2 separate regions of the Mus musculus genome follow, and region 1 is linked to region 2. A link is a contact called in public Hi-C data. All regions are on one chromosome and are shown on one strand. The core of a region is the stretch at or near the end of the contact, and the rest is flanking DNA. Distances in the headings are between cores, read along the strand shown.

Evidence for each region. Hi-C and Micro-C count contacts between places; a contact is called where the count stands out from the background.
Region 1: a Hi-C map of forebrain shows a contact between it and region 2, with 3 times the contacts expected there. The contact joins the enhancer-like site here to the promoter of Slc35c1 in region 2. A contact is called at or near these places in 1 of 484 Hi-C or Micro-C datasets (forebrain), 2 of 115 datasets of contacts at active chromatin or transcription factors (embryonic stem cells and extraembryonic endoderm stem cells) and 3 of 9 other capture datasets (adipose tissue, liver and pancreatic islet).

Annotation. Positions count from the first base shown.
Region 1 is chr2:92,528,114-92,534,281 of GRCm38.p6, reverse strand. Gm13817 (a long non-coding RNA gene) reads left to right here. Exons shown (of 4, transcript XR_374783.4): 2 at 1,966-2,067; 3 at 3,839-3,968; 4 at 4,422-6,168. Among named protein-coding and RNA genes, the nearest start is that of Gm13817, 9.8 kb to the left of the region's middle. Within about 2 kb of position 4,746, at least 201 of the 459 cell types and tissues checked have an H3K27ac peak or open chromatin away from gene starts, as enhancers often do. A contact at or near this core is called in adipose tissue, forebrain and pancreatic islet, where this site is marked.
Region 2 is chr2:92,458,047-92,463,618 of GRCm38.p6, reverse strand. Slc35c1 (solute carrier family 35, member C1) reads left to right here and starts at 3,825. Exons shown (of 2, transcript NM_211358.2): 1 at 3,825-4,952. The coding sequence starts at 4,421.

The sequences.
Region 1 (6,168 bases), core at 3,497-5,996, 70 kb before region 2:
ACTTTGGGAAAGAGTCAGGCATGGGGGATGCACTACCCAGACTCAGAGGAAGTCAGACTTAGTTATGAAACTGAGGAGAGGTTTCCAGCTATGTGACAGAACTCAGATTACTATAAACTTGATAGAGTTACAAGCTAATTGGAGAATAAGCCCAGGATATTAATTCATAAATAAGCCTTGGTGTTATTGTTCGGGAGCTGGGGCAGACATAGAAAAGTCCAAATGGTTACAGCTATGTTTAGTTTTTGTTTGGATGACCTGTATATTGGCAAGACTAGGGAAGTCGCCCATTTATCACTGTGTGAGGGTTAATATATGATTTTAGCTGGGGTGGTGTTTCTTTTATGAACCTGGATGCCCTAATATTTCGTGGGTAAATGTTTAGAATTGCAATATCCTACTGGTGGCTATTCTCTTTGATGAGTATGTCCTTCCCTATCTCTTCTGATTAGTTTTGGCTTGAAATCTATTTTGTCAGATTTTACAATGGTTGCACTAGTTTGCTTTCTGGGTCCATTTGCTTGGAATATTGTTTTCCATTCTTTTATCCAGAGGTGATGTCTATCCTGGACCTTCAAGTGTGTTTCTTGATGCAGGAAAAAGATGGATTTTTTTTTCACTGTTAGTGTGTATCTTTTTATTTGGTTAGTATCTCTTCTTTGTGGAGCTGGGACCACTGACATCAGTGAGTGTGTCTATTGGTCCCCATCACTTGTTGCGGAGTGGGTCCCCCACCCTGCTCTTCCAGTTCGCTGGTATGAGGTTACTTATCCCTTGTGTTTTCTTGCAGGTAGTTAATCTTTTCAGAATCAAGTTTTTATTCTATCATCTTCTGTAGAGATGGATTTGTGGGTAAATAGTGCTTAACTTAGTTTTTATCATGAAATGTTTCTCTTTCTCCATCTATTGTGATCTACAGTTATAGTTATTCTGGTTATAAATTTCAGGCTGGCATACATACATCGTCTAGAGTCTGTTGAAAATCTGTTCAGGCCTTTCTGGACTTTGGAGTCTCCATTGAGAAGTCCGGTGTTATTCTAATAGGTCTGCCTTTACATATTACTTTGTCTTTTTCCCTTGCAGCTTTAAAAATATTCTTTCCTTTTCTGTACATTTAGTATCTTGATTATTGTATGTCTGTCATGAGGAATTTCTTTTCTGATCTTGTTTGGTGTTCTGTGAGTTTCTTGAACCATGATAGGCTCCTCCTTCTCTAGGTTGAGGAATTTTCTTCTATGATTTTGTTGAAAATGTTTTCTATGCCTTTGATCTGAGTTTCTTCTCCTTTATTTCTATTATTCGTAGACTTTGTCTTCTTATATTGGCCCAGATTTCCTGGATGTTTTGTGCCTACAATTTTTTTTAACATTCCCTCTACCATTTCTTCTATCTTGTCTTCAACACCTGGGAGTGTCTCTTCCATGTCTTCCATGTCTTCCATGTCTTCCATGTCTTCCATGTCTTCCATGTCTTCCATGTCTTGTTGGTGAGGGTCACTGCTGATGGTTTCGTTTTACTTCCTAAATATTTTTTTATTTCAGTCTTAGTTTTTCTTAGTGATTCTATTTCTTAGTCTAATCAAATTTTCATGTCATTGTTTTCATTATTTCACCATTTCATCTAACTGTCTTGTTTTCACAGACTTAAGGGGTTCATTCTTATTTTTTCTTAGGTCCTTGAACATATACATAATAGCTATTTTGAAGCCCTTGTCTTGTGCTTCAGTTATATTGCATTTCTCAGGGCCTACTGTAGTATTGTTGCTGGGTGCTGGTGGAGGGATACTGTCCTGTTCACATTTGCGTCATTGCACCGGTGTCTAGGCATCTGGACTAGGGATAATTGAGGTGATTCTAGGTGCTGACACCTGGTCTTGTCTTTGTTGAGTGGGTATCCTATTCTTTGTTTACCACTGGCGCCTCGTTGGGTCTTAGGAGATTGTGATGGCTGTGGGTTGCCTGACAGGAAACACTTATGCAGCTTGGAGGATGGCAGAGAGGAATTGAGGTGGCCTAGGAGAGAACTTCCCGAAGAGCTAAGGGGATCCTGTCCACATCTGGAGCGAAGGTACACTGTGAGTTGGAGCTGTGGTGAGAAGAGAGGATCCTACCAATAGGTTACAGTAAAGCAAAGAGTTATCTGGAGAGACAGGCATGTTGGCGCTGGCTCATCCCTGAGTCTGAAGCAAGAGTGGGAGGAGTCTCCAGTGAATGAAGTGAATGAAGTTAAAGTGGGAAGAGGGTCATTCATAAGCAACCTGTCCCTAGGCTGAGGGTGAGAATGAAGAGCTTGTTCTGGTGGACAGGAAGGAGTGTGTGAGTCTCCTACTTGAGTCACTGCCAGATGCCAGGTTCCCAGGTAGAAAGTGTCTCCAGGTCCTGGGGGCTGACATGAAGGACTGGGGATGGGTGAGGGGATGCTGAGGGATGCTGAGAAGCTTCACTGGAAGGAGAAAAGCGGGTTCTACTCCAAGGTTTGGCAGAATCCTCTGTGAGTGGAGGTAGGATGGGAAGACTGGCCCCTGCAAAAGGATGCTGCAGGGCTGGAGATGAGACTAAAGTGGTTGTAATGGGGACAAGAATGAGAGAATCATCTTAGTCCCAGCTCAGTGTGGCCACTAGGGGTCCAAAGTAGTGTTTCTAGGTATAGGCAGCCACTCCAGCTAGTACACACAACCTATACACACACATGTACACATACACACACACATACATACACACACATACATACACATATACACATACACTCATAACACACACTCACACACACACACTCTCATACATACACACACATGTATGTACACATACACACACATACACACACACATACATACACACACATACATACACATATACACTCATACACACACACACATACAGAAAAACATATATACACATATACACACACATACACATACAGACACAGACACAGACACAGTCACACACACTATATTATGGGCCAGTCAACTGGCTCAGTGTGTAAAGGCCACTACACCTCATATTCTGAGTTTGTTTGATGTCGTGCACACATCAGGTGGAAGCAGAGAATGAGCTCCTGCAGGTTGTCCTGCCCTCCTCTCAGGCACCATGACAGGAGCACACACATTAAACAAAAATAGAATATAAAAATGTATGGCTTTCTTTTTAATTTTATGTATATATGCATACATACATATATAGAGAAAATTCATGTGTCTAAAATGCTACCTTGCTTTAAAATGTACCATCAAATCTCCTCCCCACTCCTCCACTGCTCTACCGAATCTTTTCTTGCACTACAATGAGCATGGCCCTGAGAGGTTTGTATGCCTCCGTTGCTGGTTACTATGGCTACCACAGTGCAATGCCTAAAGAAAGCAGCTTCATAGGAAAAGGCTTGTTTGGCTCACAGCTTTGGAGGCTCAAAGATCACACTTGAGTGGGCAGCACTCTGGGGCCACCCTCTGGAGACGGTGTGGTGGCAGGGGTCACAGCGGCAGCAACTCTCCTGAGAAAGTAATGGAAAGCAGAGAGCAGGGTGGGGCCTGGCTTGCTCTTTCTGTAGCAGCCCTCTGCTGAGAACCAGCCTGGGGTCCTCACCAAGCCCCTCCATCCCTGTAATCTCACTAAAAGGACTCTATGCCTGCCTGATGATTGTAACCTAGAAACCAGTTGTCTTGTGCACTGTTGCCTAAAACTCCACCCGGTGATAATTAAATGAATCAGGCACCCCCTGACACATTTTCACAATGCTTTGTCTGCCAAAAAAAGTTTGTGTATTTTGCATAGGAGGTGAAGGTTGAGATCAGATGAATAGAGGGAGTCGGAATGAAAACTAATTCCAAACCATTTTCACTTAGAAACCCTCCTGGTGCAGACAGCAAAAGGCCTGTTTCAAGTGAGGGATGGCTAGTTCAAGGACAGGAGGGTGACATCACAAGGACCAATCTGTAAGCCAGAAGACTCAGAAGACTAAAAAGGCAAAATTAGGTGTGGAGTGGAAAGGGAGGGGGAAGCCCAGGAGTGTTTGCAATTCTGGATCTTAAGGCCATTTAAATTTTAAAGTTACTGGGGGCGGGAGACAGCGTGTATGCCATAACTGCATGGGCAGAAGTCAGAATAAACCTGGAAGGAGTTTATTCGTTCCTCCTACCATGTGGGTTCCGGACATCCAACTCAGGATGTGAAACTTGCGGGATGAGCAAGCAACTCGCTGAGTCATATCTCTGGTCCTTAGGGCCATTTTCTAACTCAACGAGCAACACATACTTTTTTATTCATTCTACAAATAGAAGTTAAACACCCCCTTCGGGGTATAGGTAATTCAGGACAAGCCTGGCTTGGCAGTCTTCTCGCTGGTTGGTGCCTAGTGTGTGTTCTAGGTGGGTCAGGGCTCATCCAGGCTGACAGTCTCTCACCGTCCTTGTCCTCTCCCTTGTCTAGGTAGCAGGGGTTACCTGCTCAGAGCAGAGACAGATGGGAAATTTCTGTCATCATTAAGGTTTTATTGACCAGCGCGGCTGAAATTTCCCAGAGAGAGGAATTCATCTCGCTACCGACTGAGAGCAGACATCCTGCTGGGAGTAGTTACATAAATTCTGTTGCTCAAATTAATTAGGATTGTGATTCATTTGTTTAATGAAGAATCTGATGGCGAGAGGCAAGGCAGCCTAGCCTTGCCGAGTTCAGCCAATCCCGGGTGATAGTGCGGCAGATGGGGTGGGACCAGGCCTGGAGCTGGCTGCCGATGGGCAGAGACAACCAACCAGAATGCAGAGCTGAAGCCAGTGGGAGCCGCTGCTGTCCCCTCCAAAGCTGGTGGCTGGAGAGACGCAGATTCCCAGCTTAAAGCTTTCCCAGCTTCGCCGCCGCCCAGAGGCTTCCGGCCTCCTGCTTCCTCTGTGCGGAACAACTGCGAACAGCTGAAACACACGCCTCATTAGCACCGACCGTCCACCCATTTCCTCATGCCACCCCCAAACGCCAGACTTTATGCTTCTTGGAACACAAAGTAGGGACAGGTAGAGCACCGGCCTGTCCCACCTGCTTCGAAAAGACCCCTCCCCTCTACCCAGACTTCCCTGCCTGCGAGTGGAAGGGCAGCCCCATTCCACAGTCGCCTCTGGAAGCACCTTCCCCAGGTTCTGTGATCCTGGCTCTCAGCCGCAGTTGTAGAGGTAAGAGGCAGGTAGGCGGCCGGAGAAAGGTAGCCCCGGGTGAGGCTGGAGAGAAGCAGGAACTGCACAACTCCAGGAGACGGTGACTGATTGATCGACTATGTAGGTAACACTCTTTGGGATAAGATTTAAAAGATGCTCCCTAGCATCCCTAGAGAAAAAGGTCAAGTCAGATGTTTTGAGTGAGTCTGAGGGATTTGTTGAAGTGGATGCTGGAGAAGAAGAGAAGTCAGGTAAGCTTGGGACTTTTATTTATTGATGCCACGTCTGCAGGAGTCCTTCCTGGGAGCCATGTTTTCTTTCTAGATGCCCCCACTTCTTATTTGGACTGGACCTGGAAAGCCACAGGTCAGACCCAGCAGGACTTTTAATGAATCAGAACGAACTATTACACGGGCATGTGTCCTGATATCTTCCCCCACACTACCTAGATGCCTCTCCTGGATCAGTTACAGCTCACTTAAAAAGAAGCAGAGTCCACAAATGGAATGAACTGTGACGCAAATGTTTGCCTGCTAGACCTTGGATTCCCTGTCCTCAAAAGGTGCCTGCGGTCATCTGACTCCATTCAGTGGCCAAGGGAAATCTTAAGCATGAATGTATCTTGTCACTGTTCTTTAACTCTCTGAAAGATTTCCCAACACAGAAGTTAAAACAGTAAAGCCATCCAGCCTAAGGTGAGGTGATCTGACACATCTTCCTCTAGTTAATACGGCCCCTTCTACAGCCCTCTTGCTGGTTGCCCTCTGCCTGACCCACTGTTTCTCCCTGAGGCACCCCATAACTCCACAAAGTGTTCCCACCCCTTGGGAGGCCCTGGCTGCTCTCCTTCCCTGGGTTGTGTTTGGGGTGTGGCTATATTACAGAGGCCCGAGTGTTGGTGACAGTGTTGAACTGGTGGGACTTTAAAGAAATGAGCCTTACTGGAAGGTCATCTGGTTCCCTGGGGATGAGGTAGTTCTCAGGTAACCCTGAGGTGGTTCTGGTGAGAGGGTTGTTAGAAAAGAGCCTGG
Region 2 (5,572 bases), core at 2,576-5,075:
CCTGTAATTTGTGGTCACAGGGAGATACTGCCCTTCCAGACCTCAGTTCTGCAGTGTAGGCAGAAAGGAGGAGAGGAAGCAATAAAGACAACAGTTCAACTCATTGTCCAAAAGCACAACAACACATGGTCACCTCTAGCTGCAAGAGAGTCTAGGAGTAAATAGTTCAGATGAGCACAATGGCTTTAAAATATGGGTAATATTAGTAAATATATAGAAGACAAATAACGTAATATGGAAAGAAAACTGTAGCCTGTAAGCTAAAGCTGGCTTACTGCTTGTTTTTATAAATAAAGTTTTATTTAAATGCAGTTATGCCCATTTGTTTACAATACTAAAATAGCAATGTTAAGTCTAGTATCCAGAGTTTAAAATGTTTGCTCTTTGATCCTTTACAGAAAAACTTGCAAATCCTCCTGGAGTAGATAAGTTGTAGTATCTGACAAAGTACCAGCAAAAAGTAAACTTCTTCCCAGCCCCAGAAACCTCTTTTAAAGAACTCCCATATCTTATGCCCAACTTTAAAGCTTCTTTATGCAAGATGATGCAGACTGAGCCCAGACTTGCAGCAGTTTGAGTTGGGAGCTGAATCAAGCAGTGGGGACCACACTGAGCAGGAGCTGTGAAGACAGTTCATCCCGAGGACACATGTGGACGAATGCATGACATCAGTCGGCCCATTGGTATGTGTCCTTCCCCCAAAGCTGGGATTAATGACAGACACTGTGCCCAGTTTTTTAATGCACAAGCTGGGAGTTCACACTAGCACCCTCATGCTTGCAGAGAAAGCACCCTTACCCACTGAGCCACCTTTCTAACCCCATTGCTTTGGTTTTGAGACAGGTTCTCACTATGTAGACCAGGCTGGCTTAAAACTAACTATCCTCCTACCTAAAACTCCCCACACTGGCATGATAGCCATGGCCCCCCCTGCCTCTATCTTCACACTGGAATTTCCAGGTTGAGCTCACTGACTTGGCACTCACCACGAATGAAACAACCACAGTGTCAACTGGGCCGAATGCTGCACAGTCAAACGGCAATCTCGAGGAATAATCTCAAAACAGACCAGTTTCTCTTAAAGACCAACGCCAGCTTGCACACACACACACACACACACACACACACACACACACACACACCTGGTCTGTTTAACCAACGTCTTCCTATTGTTCAATCCCCTGTTGTGGTTCTGATGCTTGGATGTGAGCTCCTGAGAGAGGACAGTGAGAGGACACTGATGAGCAGGGACAGAGGCCCCTTAGTCTCCTGGTTTGGTCTCCCCCTGGCTGACACCCAGGAATTTCAACACAATTGTCTAAGCCAACTGTAAGAACTCCTTTCTGGAAAATGCTCCAAATGAGATTGGTAAGATGGCTGATAAATTATGTCTGGAGTCTAACTTCCGTGCAACCTGAGCGTAGGAAGTCCTTTGAGCAATGTTGTCTGTGAGGGCTCCCTCTTCCAGCGGCAGGCCCCCCAGAGTAACTTAAAAGCCTCTCCGGAAGGACAGAATGCTGTGGATAAGACAGTTGATGCATTTATAAAAAGATAGAGAGATATAAGACTATGTTCTATGGGGTGTGGTTAAGTATGGGGAACAGAGGTGCCTTGCCAGGCCCGTGTCAAGGCATCCCTTCCCCCTGAGGGACCAGCCACACAATAGTACAGTATAGAATAGAGTTTATTCAGGACATGGGGAAGGGAGTTAAGAGGGTAGTAGAGGCAGAGAGAGGGAGAGAGTAGAGAAGTACAGGCCGGCCATTATGGCGTGGAGAGAGGGAGAAGGAAATAGGGAATGAGAGGGAGCAAGAGAGCAAGAGGCAAGAGAGGGAGGAGGGGGCAAGCAGCCCCTTTTATAGTGTGCCAGGCCTACCTGGCTATTGCCAGGTAACTGTGGGGTGGAGCTTAGACGGAATACTAACAACAGTGATCTCAAAAACACTCTAATACCTTTGCTTAGCTACCTCACATGCAGCCCCTGGTCAGGCACACAGGAGGTGCTCTCCCCCCATGTTCTCTGAAAGAGACAATCACTGTCTCCCCTAGAAGTGGAGCTGTCCATTAAAACCAGCAAATCTATAGCTAAATGTGTTTCAATTTTATATTTTGACAAATCAGTACTGATTCCCCACCCCTCTTCCCTTGCTGTCCTGGGAATTGAACCCAGGACCTTGTGCATCCCAGGCAAGCACTCTAACACTGAGCTATATAACACTGAGCTTGATCTCCAACCCTTTATTCATGTCTAGGTATGTGTGCCCAAGCCCCCCTTTTTGAAACAAGTCTCACTAAATTGCCCAGGCTGGCCTTGAATTTTATCCTGTAACTCAGACAGGCCTTGAACATTTTTTGTTTTGGTTTGGTTTTGGTGTTTCGAGACAGGGTTTCTCTGTGTAGCTCTGGCTGTCCTGGAACTCACTCTGTAGACCAGGCTGGCCTCAAACTCAGAAATCCGCCTGCCTGCCTCTGCCTCCCAAGTGCTGGGATTAAAGGCGTGTGCCACCACTGCGCGGCTGAGCTTTTGATCTTCCTATCTCAATTGGGATTACAAGCCCTTTACCATCAGGCCCTACTAATAAAATAGTAATTGAAATACTTTAAGCGAGACATCTTTATAACCAACCACATAAGCAATAAGTCTGGAACCCACTGTGTTAGCCATTTCCATAATAAAACCAGCTCAACCTAGGGCAAACTTGCCTGTCCAACAATGGTGCTAGGGAGAAACCAGAGAAAAGTCAGCCCTTCCAGATGCCCAGGTGTAAAAGACCTGGAGCTAATGGCCCACTCAAGCCTGGTTCCCGGGACTGAGAAGGGTACTCTCGTAGGGGAGTGGCGGCATCCGCAGTTCTCCCAACCACGCCCTTCTGGAAGCACCAGCTTGGACCCATAGGGCCAAAGATGCATCTTGTCAAGGGATGCGCCAAACGACAGTAACAGAATGGAGGAGTCCCAGGCTAGCTGGGGTGGAGGGTGGGAGATGGCGTTGACCTTAGATAAAGGAAAGAGGCTTTCTTGATGGGCTCCCGTGGGTAATCGCCCCACCTTGCCCAAAGCCCGACGTGGCAGGAAGTCGTACTGGGGGCGCGGCTTGGGCAGCGTTGCAAGTTCAGCCGAGGGTGGTGCTGCAGGTGCACCCGAGGGCACCGCCGAGGGTGAGCACCAGGTCCCTGCATCAGCCAGGACACCAGAGCCCAGTCGGGTGGACGGACGGTACGTTCTGGAAGGGAAAGGGCCCCGGGAAGGGGATACAGCATTGAGAAGCTCAGAGGCTTTGGTCTGGGCATCCAGAATGGACTTTATCTGGAGGAGGTGACATGGCTTCTCGCCTCTGGAAGTGCTGCTTGGATCTCCGGGACTTCATGTCCTGACTAGGTCTGGAAGCGGTGAAAATAGGGGTAGGAAAAAAGGAGAGGACTGCAACAAGGTCTTCCCGAGTGGCCTGAGCTCGAGGGACGAGGGAGGTGCAACGGTGGGGAGCCGGGCGCAAGGGCTGGGCGGAGGGAGGGGGGGGGTCTCCCTAAGCAGAAAGGTGGTATTCCATTTTCTGGGTAGATGGTGAAGATGCACCTGACCGAGTCTGGTCGATCTGAAGATATCAGGGGAAAAGATAGTGCGGGTGGAGGGGAGAATGACAGAACCTTCCAGAAAATGGGAGAGGCTATAGCACTTGCAAACCCTTCCCTGATCTCCGGGGACTCCCGGAAGAAGAGGGCAGGTCTGTGGGCATAGGTGCAGACTTGCCGGGGAGCTCTTGACGGCCGCGGGAAGTGGCAACGGCCTGCGAGCTGGCCCTTTAAGGCGGCTCGTAGGCGTGTCAGGAAATGCGCGCAGGGCCCGCCCTGCTCGGTAAGTGGCCCGGGACCCGCGTCGCTGAGCCGGAACTTGAATTCGGCTCGTGGCAACCGCAGGGCCTTGCTCCGGTCAGGCCCCTGTCCGTGTCCCTCGAGACGCCTTCCTGAGCCTCGGTGATCTCCCTGCAGCACGCCCTCCTTTCGGCTCTGCGGGTGCTTCCGGGGGTTCCCGCAGCCCATGCTTCCCACGCGGTCCGCGTCCAGTTATTTCCTCCTCCGCTCCGTCCTTCCTTCGCTCTCTCGCTTCCTTTCTCCCTGCGACTCACGTGTCCCCTGTCCTCAAACTGGCCATGGCTGTCAAAGCCCACATCCTTAGTTAGGCCCCTTCTCCCTTCCCTGGGTCTTGTTTCGTGACACCACCTCCCTCCCCCGCCCCGGGAGCGAGCAAGATGAGGAGCGGTGCACCTCGGCAAATCCGGAAGCAGAACTTCATCCAAGAAGGAGGGGACCGATAGGTCATCCCATGTGACAGTTGAAGGCTGCAGCCACAGACCCTAGCTGCTTGAAGCCCTGTAGTCCAGGGACTGCTTCTGGCCGTAAGGTGACCCAGCTCTTCTGCCACCATGAACAGGGCGCCTCTGAAGCGGTCCAGGATCCTGCGCATGGCGCTGACTGGAGTCTCTGCTGTCTCCGAGGAGTCAGAGAGCGGGAACAAGCCATTTCTGCTCCGGGCTCTGCAGATCGCGCTGGTGGTCTCTCTCTACTGGGTCACCTCCATTTCCATGGTATTCCTCAACAAGTACCTGCTGGACAGCCCCTCCCTGCAGCTGGATACCCCCATTTTTGTCACCTTCTACCAATGCCTGGTGACCTCACTGCTGTGCAAGGGCCTCAGCACTCTGGCCACCTGCTGCCCCGGCATGGTAGACTTCCCCACCCTAAACCTGGACCTCAAGGTGGCCCGAAGTGTGCTGCCGCTGTCAGTGGTCTTTATCGGCATGATAACCTTCAATAACCTCTGCCTCAAGTACGTAGGGGTGCCCTTCTACAACGTGGGACGCTCGCTCACCACCGTGTTCAACGTTCTTCTCTCCTACCTGCTGCTCAAACAGACCACTTCCTTCTATGCCCTGCTCACCTGCGGCGTCATCATTGGTGAGTGGGACTGGGGGCGTGGGGAGCAGGAATCGTAAAGATCAATACCACATTACTCATTATCTGTCCCAGGTCTTTTGCACCACCAGTCATAGGGAGAGACCTGTAGAGAACAAATAACTTCCTTACTGTGACTCAGTAAGTTAGGGATCCAGCCAAGGTGAACATAATAATGTTAGGCAGACACTACAGCAAAGCCAGCCAGACACTCAGATCTAGCTAAGCATTTGAGCCATGTTAATGTAACGGATCCCCATTACAAGGTATAATATAGCTGCGTTTTATGGAGAGAAACCCAAGGCACAGAGAAGCTAAGTAGCTGGGATCACACAGGTAATCACTGACGTAGCAGAAATTTGCACATAAGCAGTTACCTCCATAGGTTACACTCTTGACCAACACACCACTGTTCTCAAGAGGTCAAGGGTGAACTCAGGTCATCACAATTGGCACAAGTACCTCTACCCACTGAGCCATTTCAGTGGTCCAGTCAATATGTGTGTGCTTTAAGAGGCTTTAACTACCTTCTCAGATGTGACCATAAGTAATTAATTACCGATAGGAGCGTTGTGCTGATCATTACACTTGTAGCATCCTCTTTATTGTACCCATAAGCTCTC